Regions from separate parts of the Zea mays genome. Here region 2 is linked to region 1. A link is a contact called in public Hi-C data. All regions are on one chromosome and are shown on one strand. Each heading gives the region's core, a stretch centred on a gene start, on an enhancer-like site or on the middle of the called end of the contact. The rest is flanking DNA. Distances are from core to core; before and after follow the strand shown.

Region 1 (6,079 bases), core at 279-2,778:
TATTCTCCAACTACACAATACACACACTAATGATAACAATTTAATTCGCTGGAAGCCAACAGGTACACCGTAAGCATCAAACATTTCCTATTTTCATGTACCTGAGACTTGTAATAAACAAATCTATAACAATAAATATAGTTGATTCAGAAGTCAAATGCTTGAAAGACTTATTGAAACACGCAAAATCTATACAAACTATGCTTCAAAAGAAATATGAAATAATTCTCTTGTCGCAGAGAAAACAAAAATGTCCCTGTTCCAATTATTTCATTTCCTTTTTCCACCATCTTTTATCGATGTGAGCATGTGCCAAGCCTTGGTCAAGTCATAATATCCACATTGTACTATAATTTGAGGTGACTCTTAATTCAAAAAAGTTTTACTCTTTGCCAAATAGTCTGGCAGATTATTTTGGTCATCTGGTCATTTTAAACACATATCCAAGACATGTGATGTAGTTATCCATAAGAATATTCCAACATGAGAGTCCAAGATGCCATCCAAATGAAATTTGCATGTAAAAATAGATGGATACTAAAAGTTTGAACTAGAATTAACATTTGACAAACAAGCCTCCCAGACTGCTTCCAAAACACTAGTAAAATAATATACGCCCCCCAGTCCATAGCTATAAAACTCATGCAGAAGCCACTAGGGCCTAGGCATCCACTTAACTACTTAAGTGTTATGATATCGACATTCCTTGTCCACAGAGAAAATGCAGTCAATTCCATTCCATCCAAAACAATAGAAACCAAATCAATTAACAATAAAATCAGCTCCTGCAATTCCTACTCTACTGAATCAAAAAAAAAACTTCCCTTTAGAGAATTTGTCCAAGAAGGGTAACAGCATAATCTGGTCAGAATGCAGATTGAACATTTAATAAATGCCCCCACTCATCCCAAGTTTTAATCCACTAACCATCATTTCCATTTCGTTCGCGTTGGTCCATAAAAATTAAATGAAACAGAAATCATATCCCTTTCAGTCAACCAAATCAGCCATCACAGTCCACAGCACACGCCTCTTCTCCTAGGAGAACCACACAAAAGATTCCAGCGTTGACGCTGGGGATCAGCAGGTCTATTCTTTACCTGGCCAGCGCGAGCAGCTTGGGCTGCAGGAAGCTCTTGACTTTCTTCTTGGTGAGGGCGTACCCCACCACCAGCGGCTGCACCACGGAGGCGGGAGGCGGCGAGGAGGGCACCGTTTCCCCAACCACAGCCACGGCCGCCTCATCGTCCGACACCTCGCCGTGCACCCTCATCCCCGCAAACCCTAACCCCGTCGAGGAATGGCAATGAAACCGTCCACAAGGAAAAATACTTCAAAAAATCGGAGAAATCCAGAAAAAAATCGGAAGCGATCGGGGCATCTAGAAATTCGCGGACAGGGACGGTTCAAGGTGGAAGATTTTAGGAGAAGAGAAGATGATTTTTTTCGCAGCCTTTTTTTCTTTTTTGGAGCTTTAATGGCGAGGCGAGTGTGAAGAGAGAGAAAGGGACGAAGGGGAGTCTAGAGAAGAAGGAGAGGGAGAGCGGGAGGGTATTTGTAGACGTAAAGGGACCATGAGCACGGCCCACGTGGCTGCTGCTCGGATCCTCTACGGCTGCGCAAACCTTTATAGCTTTCTCTTGAAAATTAGCTCACAAAAATCATCATATTATCCTTATGCGTATACATGCGCGACTTAGGGGTGTTTAATTTCTCTAGCTAAAATTTAGTTCGTGTCATATTAAATATTTAAATATTAATTAGGTGTATAAAATATAAATTTTATTAAGTTTAATAAATTCATATTATCTTTTGGTCTTCATTTGTGTAATTAGTTTTATAATCAGACTATATTTATACCTGTAATTATCATCCAAATATTCGACGTGACAGGAGCTAAACTTAAGTTTGAGGTGAGAGTGTTTGGTTTTAGGTACTGTTGACATCTTTTCGGGCGCCATTCACTATAATGAGAACCGGCGGCGGTGCTCTATGCACAGGCGCGGACGGTCCGCGGCCAGGGGCCAGACTGTCCGCGACCTAGCGCAGGGCTTGGGTTTCCTGTCTGACGTGCCGGAGGGTCCGCGCGTGCGCAGGGGCGGCGGAGTTCACTGCCGGAGGGACCCCGTCGGGGAGGACAGATCCTAGGTGTTGTTTAGGCTCGGCAGACCGACCTAGACTCATCTGATCGACGTAGAGGCTAAGAGAAGCGGAGAATTTGAGGATTGGAAGACTAAACTAGAACTAGACTAGAACTACTTCTAAGTGTACGATAAAATGCGAATTGTATTGATTATTGATTTGATTGTTGATCATTAATCGGTCGTATTCCTCTGTATTTATAGAGGAGGGGGCTAGACCCGTTACAAACAAATTCCCCGAGCTAATTCCGTGAATCTAGCCAACAGCTGTAGCAAGAAACTCGGAACCCTAATTGGCTCTAAGCGCGCATGGGCCGTCCAGCCTCAGGGTCGGACCGTCCGGTCGCTCAATTTGGTGCTCAACATATGCCCCCTGCCTTTTCGAGGAGCTAGGCGAACCAAAAGCAACTAACCTGATGTGATCACATCGGCTTTCTTAGGCATCTTGCCACCTACTAGGATGGTACGCAAGGGTCTTGGTCACGATGGTTAACCCAACGGACGTGACTTGTTTAGCTTTGATCGAACTGTCAGTCCAACACCGTCGAGCGTTGTACTGGTCCTGACCAATTTGTCATCTTGCTTTCCTAATTTTCTAAGTGTTATGGCGTAGCTCCATAGTCGACCAGGTCTTCTCCTTGCAGGTCGTCTTCCTCCATGGGTGTCGGTACGTCGTTGGAGGTGTCCTGGTGTAGTGCGGACGGTCCGACCTTAGAGGTTGAACGGTCTGTGCCTTGTACGGGTGGTCCGGCCTTTATAGCCGGATTGTCTGCCATACCTGCAGAGAGCTGCATAGATGTTCTTTTATTTTCTGTCTTTGTGGTCGTTTGCTTTTCCTCAATGGCCTTTGGTCTCCATCTCTTTTGCGGTGGTGGATACTGCGGATGTGTGTCATTTAATATTTTTTCTGCCTCCTTTTCCTGATTCTCCTTTGCTCTGAGGCGCTGTAATTTTCGCTTTTGCGATCGTGTCAATCCCGATGGGCACCATCGGGGCATGGAGTATTTTGGATCGACTGTTTTGTTGACAGCCGCATCTTCTTTTTTGTTTTTGTTAGCCAATTCACCAAAAATCATCGCCCTTTCGTTATTTTGTCGTACGACGACATCTGTTGTTCCTATTTTAATGACATTCCCTTTTATCGTATTGTTGGAGGTTGTAGCTATATGCCCCCCTGCCGGATTAGTCAGCCTTTGGGCCGAGTTGTCCGGTAATCTTGCTGGCCCTGTGCTCGTGGACCAATTGAGGGGCTCTCAATCGGTCTTATACTGGAGGCGTCAACCTGTCAAAAACAGATGATTGAGGTGCCCCAGGAGGGGTATTATGGTATCCCGAATGGATATGGTGGCGCGCCCCACATCTGATTCGGGATATATAGTGGCAGTGGTATGTATGTATAATGACATGACATGGGTGTATGTGGAGGTGGAGGTGTCCACGCAGGTGCGTTAGGTCTTAATTGAATATTATGACCTCTCGTCCTTTCCGATTGGTGAGGTGGTCCTGAAAGTCGCCTAGAGGGGGTGAATAGGCAAATCTGAAATTTATAAAGTTTAAGCACAACTACAAGCCGGGGTTAGCGTTACAAATATAATCGAGTCCGAAAGAGAGGGCGAAAACAAATCACAAGCGAATAAAAGCGGATGACACGGTGATTTGTTTTACCGAGGTTCGGTTCTTGCAAACCTACTCCCCGTTGAGGTGGTCACAAAGACCAGGTCTCTTTCAACCCTTTCCCTCTCTCAAACGGTCACTTAGACCGAGTGAGCTTCTCTTCTCAATCAACCGGGACACTAAGTCCCCACAAGGACCACCACACAATTGGCGTCTCTTGCCTTGATTACAATTGAGTTGGAAACAAGAAAGAAGGAAGAAGAAAAGCAATCCAAGCGCAAGAGCTCAAAAGAACACATAAGTCTCTCTCTCTAGTCACCAATTTGTTTGGAGTGATTGCGGACTTGGGAGAGGATTTGATCTCTTTGTTTGTGTCTTGGAATGAAGTCTATAGCTCTTGTATGAGGTTTGATGGTTGAAAACTTGGATTCATTGAAGTGTGGTGGTTGGGGGTATTTATAGCCCCAACCACCAAAATAACCGTTGGTGAGGGCTTCTGTCGTATGGCGCACCGGACAGTCCGGTGCGCCACCAGACATTGTCTGGTGCGCCAGCCACGTCACCAGGCCGTTGGGTTCCGACCGTTGGAGCTTCTGACAACTGGGCCACCGGACAGTCCGGTGGTGCACCGAACAGTCACTATTCACTGTCCGGTGCGCCTTCTGCGCCTGCTCTGACTTCTGCGCACGCAGTCGCGTAATGTAGTGTTTCACTGTAGCGTTGCAGACGACCGTTGGCGCTTGGAGCCGTTGCTTCGCTTGGAACACCGGACAGTCCGGTGAATTATAGCGGAGCGGCCTCCCGAATTCCCGAAGGTGGCAAGTTTGGAGTGGAACTCCCTGGTGCACCGGACACTGTCCGGTGGCACACCGGACACTGTCCGGTGGCACACCGGACAGTCCGGTGCGCCAGACCAGGGCTGCCTTTAGGTTGTCTTTTGCTCTTTTTATTTGAACCCTTTCTTGGACTTTTTATTGGTTTGTGTTGAACCTTTGACACATGTAAAACTTATAATCTAAGCAAACTAGTTAGTCCAATTATTTGTGTTGGGCAATTCAACCACCAAAATTCATATAGGAAAAAGTGTAAGCCTATTTCCCTTTCAATCTCCCCCTTTTTGGTGATTGATGCCAACACAAACCAAAGCAAATATAAAAGTGCAGAATTGAACTAGTTTACTTAATTTAAGTGCAAAGGTTGCTTGGAATTAAACCAATATACATTTCATAAGATATGCATGGATGCTTTCTTCATATTTAACATTTTGGACCACGCTTGCACCACTTGTTTTGTTTTTGCAAATTCTTTTGGAAATTCTTTTCAAAGTCTTTTTGCAAATAGTCAAAGGTATATCAATAAGATTTTGAGAAGCATTTTCAAGATTTGAAATTTTCTCCCCTGTTTCAAATGTTTTTCCTTTGACTAAACAAAACTCCCCCTCAATGAAATTCTCCTCTTATTGTTCAAGAGGGTTTTAGATATTAATTTTGCAAGGGGTTAAACCAATTTGAAATTGCATCAAAATAAGATACCAATTTGAAAATCTTTAAAAACACTTCTTTAATACAAATTGAAAGACTACAAATTTTTTGAAATTGGTGGTGGTGTGGTCCTTTTGCTTTGGGCTAATACTTTCTCCCCCTTTGGCATGAATCGCCAAAAACGGATACTTGTGATTGAAATATAAGCCCTTGTTTTGTCTCTCCCCCTTTGGCAAATAATGTATGAGTGAAGATTATACCAAATCGGAGAGTGGTGCGGAGTGACGGCGAAGGATGAATAATTCGATGGAGTGGAGTGGAAGCCTTGTCTTCGCCGAAGAACTCCATTTCCCTTTCAATCTATGACTTAGCATGAAATACACTTGAAAACCACATTAGTCATAGCACTTGAAAGAGATATGATCAAAAAGTATAAATGAGCTATGTATGCAAGGAATCAATCAAAGTTCCTAGAATCAAGGATATTTAGCTCATGCCTAAGTTTGGTAAAAGTTTTCTCATCTAATGGCTTGGTAAAGATATCGGCTAATTGTTCTTTGGTGCTAACATATGTAATCTCGATATCCCCCTTTGTTGGTGATCCCTCAAAAAGTGATACCGAATGGTTATGTGCTTAGTGTGGCTGTGCTCAATGGGATTATCTGCCATGCGGATTGCACTCTCATTATCACATAGGAGAGGGACTTTGGTTAATTTGTAACCATAGTCCCTAAGGGTTTGCCTCATCCAAAGCAATTGCGCGCAACAATGACCTGCGATAATGTACTCGGCTTCGGCGGTAGAAAGAGCTACTGAATTTTGCTTCTTAGAAGCCCAAGACAC
Region 2 (5,904 bases), core at 1,804-4,303, 540 kb after region 1:
GAAATTGCTGAGATACCTGGATGGTTTATTCCAGGGGATTTTGTTCTATATTGAAAAACTTCCTGCTCCTTTGGGAGAGGATGTGCTTTGTAAAATATAAAATGTTTTACAAAATAACCCTGCATCAAATATTGCTCTTTCTGCAAAATATCCTGAGCTCCAAATATTGCTCTTTCTCCTTCTCTGATTTCCCATTCCGTGGGTGAGGTGGGCTGCTGAGTACGTAAGTACTCACCCTTGCTTATTTGTTGTTTTTTAGAGAAGGAGATCGCTGATCGGGTAAGAGTTACGCCTGTTCCCAACCTTGCCTATGGCTGTTGGACCGCTGATTTGCTTCGCTGCGTATATCGGGCTACTTCAGCCCCACTCTGATGATATGTCTCGAGTTGTGGACCAACTCTTAAAGTTGATCGCCACCTTTATAGGTTTGTCTCGTTTAAGCAGATCTAGAATCATTTGATGTATAAATGTGCTTACTAGCCTCCTGGGACTAGTAATTGTATCACATTTGAGTCCCAAAGAATTTGGGCGCTTCAAATGACTAGTATCGGTGCTGCCATTGGCGCACCGGACACTGTCCGGTGCCTAGGTCAAGGCACCAACGAACTAGCCACTCTCGGGTTTCTGAGAGGCACTCCGCTATAATTCACCGGATTGTCAGGTGTGCACCGGACAGTGTCCGGTGAGCCAACGGAGCAACGGTCACCTATGCACAACGGTCGACTGCAAAAGTGAACAGTGTGCAGTCAGAAGTCAGAGCAGCGACGTCAAGACGCACCGGACATGTCCGGTGTGCCACCGGACTGTCCGGTGCAGCTAGAAGACAAAATACTTCAACGGTCAACCGCTTCAAACCCCAACGGGCAGCTGACGTGGCATGCACCGGACCCTGAACACTGCCATGTCCGGTGCACCACCAGACTATCCTGTGCGTCATCGACAACAACGGCTAGAATAGTGATTGGGGCTATAAATACCCCCCAACCACCTCCATTCAAGTCATCCAAGTTTTCTGAACTCAACATTCAATACAAGAGCAAAAGGCTACACTCCAAGACACAATCAATAGATCAAAACCTCTCCAAGCCTCCAAATCAACTCAATTGCTTAGTGACTTGAGAGAGGGTGTTTTGTGTTCTTTTGTTGCTCTTGTTGCTTGGATTGCTTTCTCCTTCCTATTCTTATTCTTCTAAGTGCTTTGTAAAGCTAGCAGGAGACACCTAAGTGTGTGGTGATCCTTGCGGGATCTTAGTGACCCAAGTGATTAAGGAGAAGCCTCGACCGGTCTGTGTGACCGATTGAGAGAGGGAAAGGGTTGGAATAAACCCGGCTTTGTGGCCTCCTCAACGAGGACTAGGTTCTTTGGAACCGAACCTCGGTAAACAAATCACCGTGTTCACTTATTGATCTTCACTTGATTTGTTTCCCCTCTTTCCTCTCTCTAAAAGTTCCCTTGCTCATATTGATTTGAGTTTGCTCCCAAAAGTTATCCGCATTGTTTGAGCAACTCTAAGCAAGGAGAACTATCTTCCGTACTCCGATTTAATTCTAATGCTAACCCTGGCCTTGGTGCGTGTTTAAGGTTTTTAAATTTCAGGTTTCGCCTATTCACTCCCCCTCTAGGCGACTTTCACTTACCCTACCAATGACTCTGGCTCTCATGAGTATGTCCTAGCTTCTTGTAGAATCATCAGATGACTCGACGAGATCCTGAGTTGGTGTCAGAGCCACTAGAGCATCCATGCACATTGCCTTGTATGCGACCATGTTTTGAATTTTCTTCACGTCATCATGATCCTACATGTTGTCCTAAGGGAGTAATGGAGTAATTCTATCTAGAAGGAGTTTCGAGGTCATGTTTTTTTTCATCGGCATGTCATAGACCTGCTGTCCCTGAAAGTCGACCGTCTGGATATGGTCGTGAGCATTTCGTCCACGCTGTAGCTCTTCTTTATTCCTTCGCCAATTGACCACCTGGTTGTTGCCATCATTGTCATGGTCAGAGGGATGAACCTTATGATGTCTAGAGTTCACCATGAAGACGAATCGATCTCCTGAATAATAGTAATTTGAGTCTGAGTTGGGGGTTAGAATCCGAGTCGGAGCCTGAGTCGGAATCAGATCGTGATGAGTTTGAGTCTGGTCCGTCATGCAGATTGGATCTATGGAAGTTTAAATGAGAGGCACCACGGTCGGCAAGGTTTCCGGGGCAAGCCTAAGATTCTCAAGCTCATCAACAATGAATCTAAAGGGTGCCGAAGAAAATCTCGTCTTCTAGTACAAAGCTCATGGCTGCCATTAGATCCACTATGATCGTCACAAATTCCCCTACCCGACGTCCCAACTGTCGAGCATGTATGTCCTTTTGGGATGTCTCACCCTCATTTTATGGTCCAAAGAGAACACAATTACAAAAAGGTTATCTAGTTATAGTACCAGATAAACATGCATATGTGACCAAATACATATTATCTTAATTGTATCTAACTAGGAATCTTGTCCCAAGCTTTACACAAACCTCTTTGACTGCTCAGATAAGATTATCTCTAACATGTAGACCGAGTCATTAAACAACATTGCGGAGTCTTCATCCCCACATGTCATGATCACGAAACTCCTTAATTATTTGGTCGTATTATTGGGTACCAAGAATATACTCTCTCCTTTCCAAATTATAATTTGTTTGATATTTTTGTGCCATGTTTGACGGTCTTATTTAAATTTTTTTTGAAAAAAATGAAAAATTTAAAGTTACATTTAAAATATATTATATGCTAAATAATATTGTATCAAAAAATAACAAATAATTATGAATTTTTTTAATAAGATGAGTCGATTAAATTTAGTATAAAGTATTTAAACGAATTATAAATTAGAATATGCACACGCACGGACATGTTTTCTGTCCGCTGCGGCGGGTAATGGACGCGGATGGACGATGGAGGCATGGGCATGTGATTGATTTTACTCGCTGCAAGGATTTACCTGCTGTACCACCTCATCCTGTGCTCTCCCACAAAATAAAAGACTCTCCCGCAAATCAAAATCACCTCACCCACTCAGCTTTCCCCCTTCCGCAACTCCTCGCCGGCAGCCGGCGGCGGCGAGTATCTCTCCTGCCGTTTCCACGGAATTTTCCCCATTGCGGCCACTCTTCCCCTTCCCTCGTCCTGCTTCGTCGCGCCTTGGCTGTGCTCCTCTCTTCTTCCTCCGAGTCCAGGTGCGCGCAGGCGCAGGGACTGGGAGGAGGTCCAGATGCTACTATGCTGCTGTACTTTTCCCCAACAAATCCAGACCTGTGCTCCGCGCTCGTCGTTTCACCCAAGCTGCTTGCCGCGGAGCTTGCTCAGCTCCGGCGAGCAGGGGAGGAGCAAAAAGAGCAAGCTCCACCGCGTCAGGGCGCATGTTTTCAAGTCCAAGAACCAGTCTTTGCGCTCTCAATCCCACCTGGTTGATAGCCACGGGGGCCCTGCGGATAAAATCCCGAGAAAGGATTTTCCTTGTTCCGCAGCGCCGTCGCTGCCGGACGCGGAGGCGGTCGCGTTCTGGCTGCGTTTCTGCCGGAGGGAGCTCGACGTCCGGAGAGCGCACGCGGTTGCCCTGCGGTCGCTCGGCAGCCTGGGGGTGTTCGTCTCCAACAATCTGATCAGCGCTTATGTGCGGTTCGACGAGGTTGCTAATGCGAGGAAGGTGTTCGACGAAATGCCCGAGAGGAGTATCGTGTCGTGGACAGCAATGATGAATGGGTATCAGAAGCTTGGCTGCCACGGTGAGGTTGCGAGGCTTTTGATGGATATGCTGATCGCTGGCGTCCAAGGTAACAGCTTGACTTTTGTTTGCCTGTTGAAATCTTGTGGGGAGCGATGTGATGCCAGGTTGGGGCAACAGGTCCACTGTTGCGTTGTGAAGGGTGGCTGGAGCAATGTGATAGTTGACAGCGCCATCACACACTTCTATGCTCAATGCGGTGATGTTGCTGCTGCTTCAACTGTGTTTGATAGGATGGCATCCCGCGATGTTATCTCATGGACAACAATGATCACGGCTTATGTGCAGCATGGCCATAGTGACAAAGCTCTTCAGATGTTCCCAACAATGGTGTCTGAGGGATTTCGCCCCAACGAATTTACTGTTTGCAGCGCCCTCAAGGCTTGTGCAGAGGAGAAGGCTCTAAGATTTGGGAAGCAGTTGCATGGTGCTATTGTGAAGAAGCTATACAAATATGATATCCATGTCGGGAGCGCACTTGTCACCATGTATGCCAGATGTGGGGAGGTATTTGATGCTCAGACAGTGTTCGATAAGATGCCAAGAAGAAACACTATTACATGGACTTCAATGATCTCTGGATATGCTCAAAGTGGCTGTGGTGAAGAAGCTGTCTTGTTGTTCCGCAAGATGAAGATGCGCAGAGTATTTGTTAACCACCTTACTATTGTTAGTCTCCTTAGTGCTTGTGGCTCTATGCAGTCAATTTATCATGGAAAAGAACTTCATGCCCAGATAATAAAGAATTGTATGGAAGAGAATCTCCAGATTGGGAGTACGCTTGTTTGGTTTTACAACAGACGTGGGGAGCATACTTATGCCACAAGAATTCTAGAAGCGATGCCTGACCGTGATGCTGTCGCATGGACAGCTATGATTTCGGGCTATAACAATCTTGGCCATAATGTTGAAGCGCTTAAATCATTGGATGAAATGTTATGGGATGGTGTGGTACCAAACACTTACACCTATTCCTCAGCTTTGAAAGCTTGTGCCAGATTGGAGGCTCTGCAAGATGGGAGGAGGATCCATGGTGTTGTTAACAAGACCCAAGCTTTCTCAAATGTGTTTGTGGGATGCTCACTGATAGATATGTACATGCGGTGTGGGAAAGTTGATGAAGCTCGAAGAGTCTTCGACGCCATGCCAGAGCACAACTTAGTAACATGGAAAGTAATGATTACAGGATTTACACAAAATGGCCGCAGTGAAGAGGCTTTGAAATACATGTTCCTAATGCAACAAGAAGGTTATGTTGTTGATGAATTTGTGCTTTCGACAGTTTTGTCGTCATGTGGAGATTTTCAGTTGAAATCAGACCGCATCTCGTTCATAGTTCAATAACCAGTCTACTTTCAGTGAAGTTTTAGACTAGTTAGCGAATATCAGCAAAATGCTGGTAAAACTGTACAAAGTCACTGGTTGGTCTCAGGATGCTGCAACAAGTTTCTTTGTCTGATTGCGCATTGGAAAATACAATCAGAAGCTGGTGATTTCAAGGTGTGGGAATATATCTGTACTTCAAAGCAACCTCTACTAACCATTTTTCTTCGCTTTCTTTTCCTTACGAAGCTGTATATACACCATAATTCAAGCATTGTTAGCCTGTTGCAACCAGCATAGTTCTTGCAGTTTACTATATCCTGGGCCAATGGGAATTTGTCCACTTCTGTAAAAAGGTTGTCATCACGATAATTTAGAACAACTCCAGCAGGATTTCTAGTTTTCTACTTAATCCTCTATAGCTAAATATAGATGTCTAAATAAAAAAAAACATATGAGAGCACCGAAATATCCCAAATCCAGCGCCCAGATCTTCCCTCCGGCACCCGTTGGTTCGTAGACTGTGGGTCAAGCCCCGAACGGGCTAGCCCCTCTCTCCGTGTGTGGGTTGTGGGCCAAGCCTTCCCTTCAGCATCCGTTGGTAGGGGTGATAATGAAAACAAAAATTTACAATTCCTCTCTCCGTGTGTGGGTTGTGGGCCAAGCCTTCCCTTCAGCATCCGTTGGTAAGGGTGATAATGAAAACAATAATTTACAATTACCGGAAATCGTTATCGAAATTTTACCGAAATTTAGGGCTAAATGGAAATGGAAACAGTTACTGAAAATATGAAATGAAATCGGTAGAAAAAA

The links. A called contact is a pair of places that touch in the nucleus more often than the background predicts.
Region 2: a contact with region 1 is called in a Hi-C map of ear, with 3 times the contacts expected there. The contact joins the promoter of LOC103637767 here to the promoter of LOC100282992 in region 1. A contact is called at or near these places in 3 of 25 Hi-C or Micro-C datasets (ear, leaf and tassel).

Annotation. Positions count from the first base shown.
Region 1 is chr1:111,714,404-111,720,482 of Zm-B73-REFERENCE-NAM-5.0, forward strand. It overlaps LOC100282992 (Inositol-tetrakisphosphate 1-kinase 3), which reads right to left and starts at 1,529. Exons shown (of 10, transcript NM_001155896.2): 1 at 1,101-1,529. The coding sequence starts at 1,273.
Region 2 is chr1:112,248,827-112,254,730 of Zm-B73-REFERENCE-NAM-5.0, forward strand. It overlaps LOC103637767 (pentatricopeptide repeat-containing protein), which reads left to right and starts at 3,054. Exons shown (of 1, transcript NM_001301446.2): 1 at 3,054-5,295. The coding sequence starts at 3,256. The coding sequence ends at 5,112.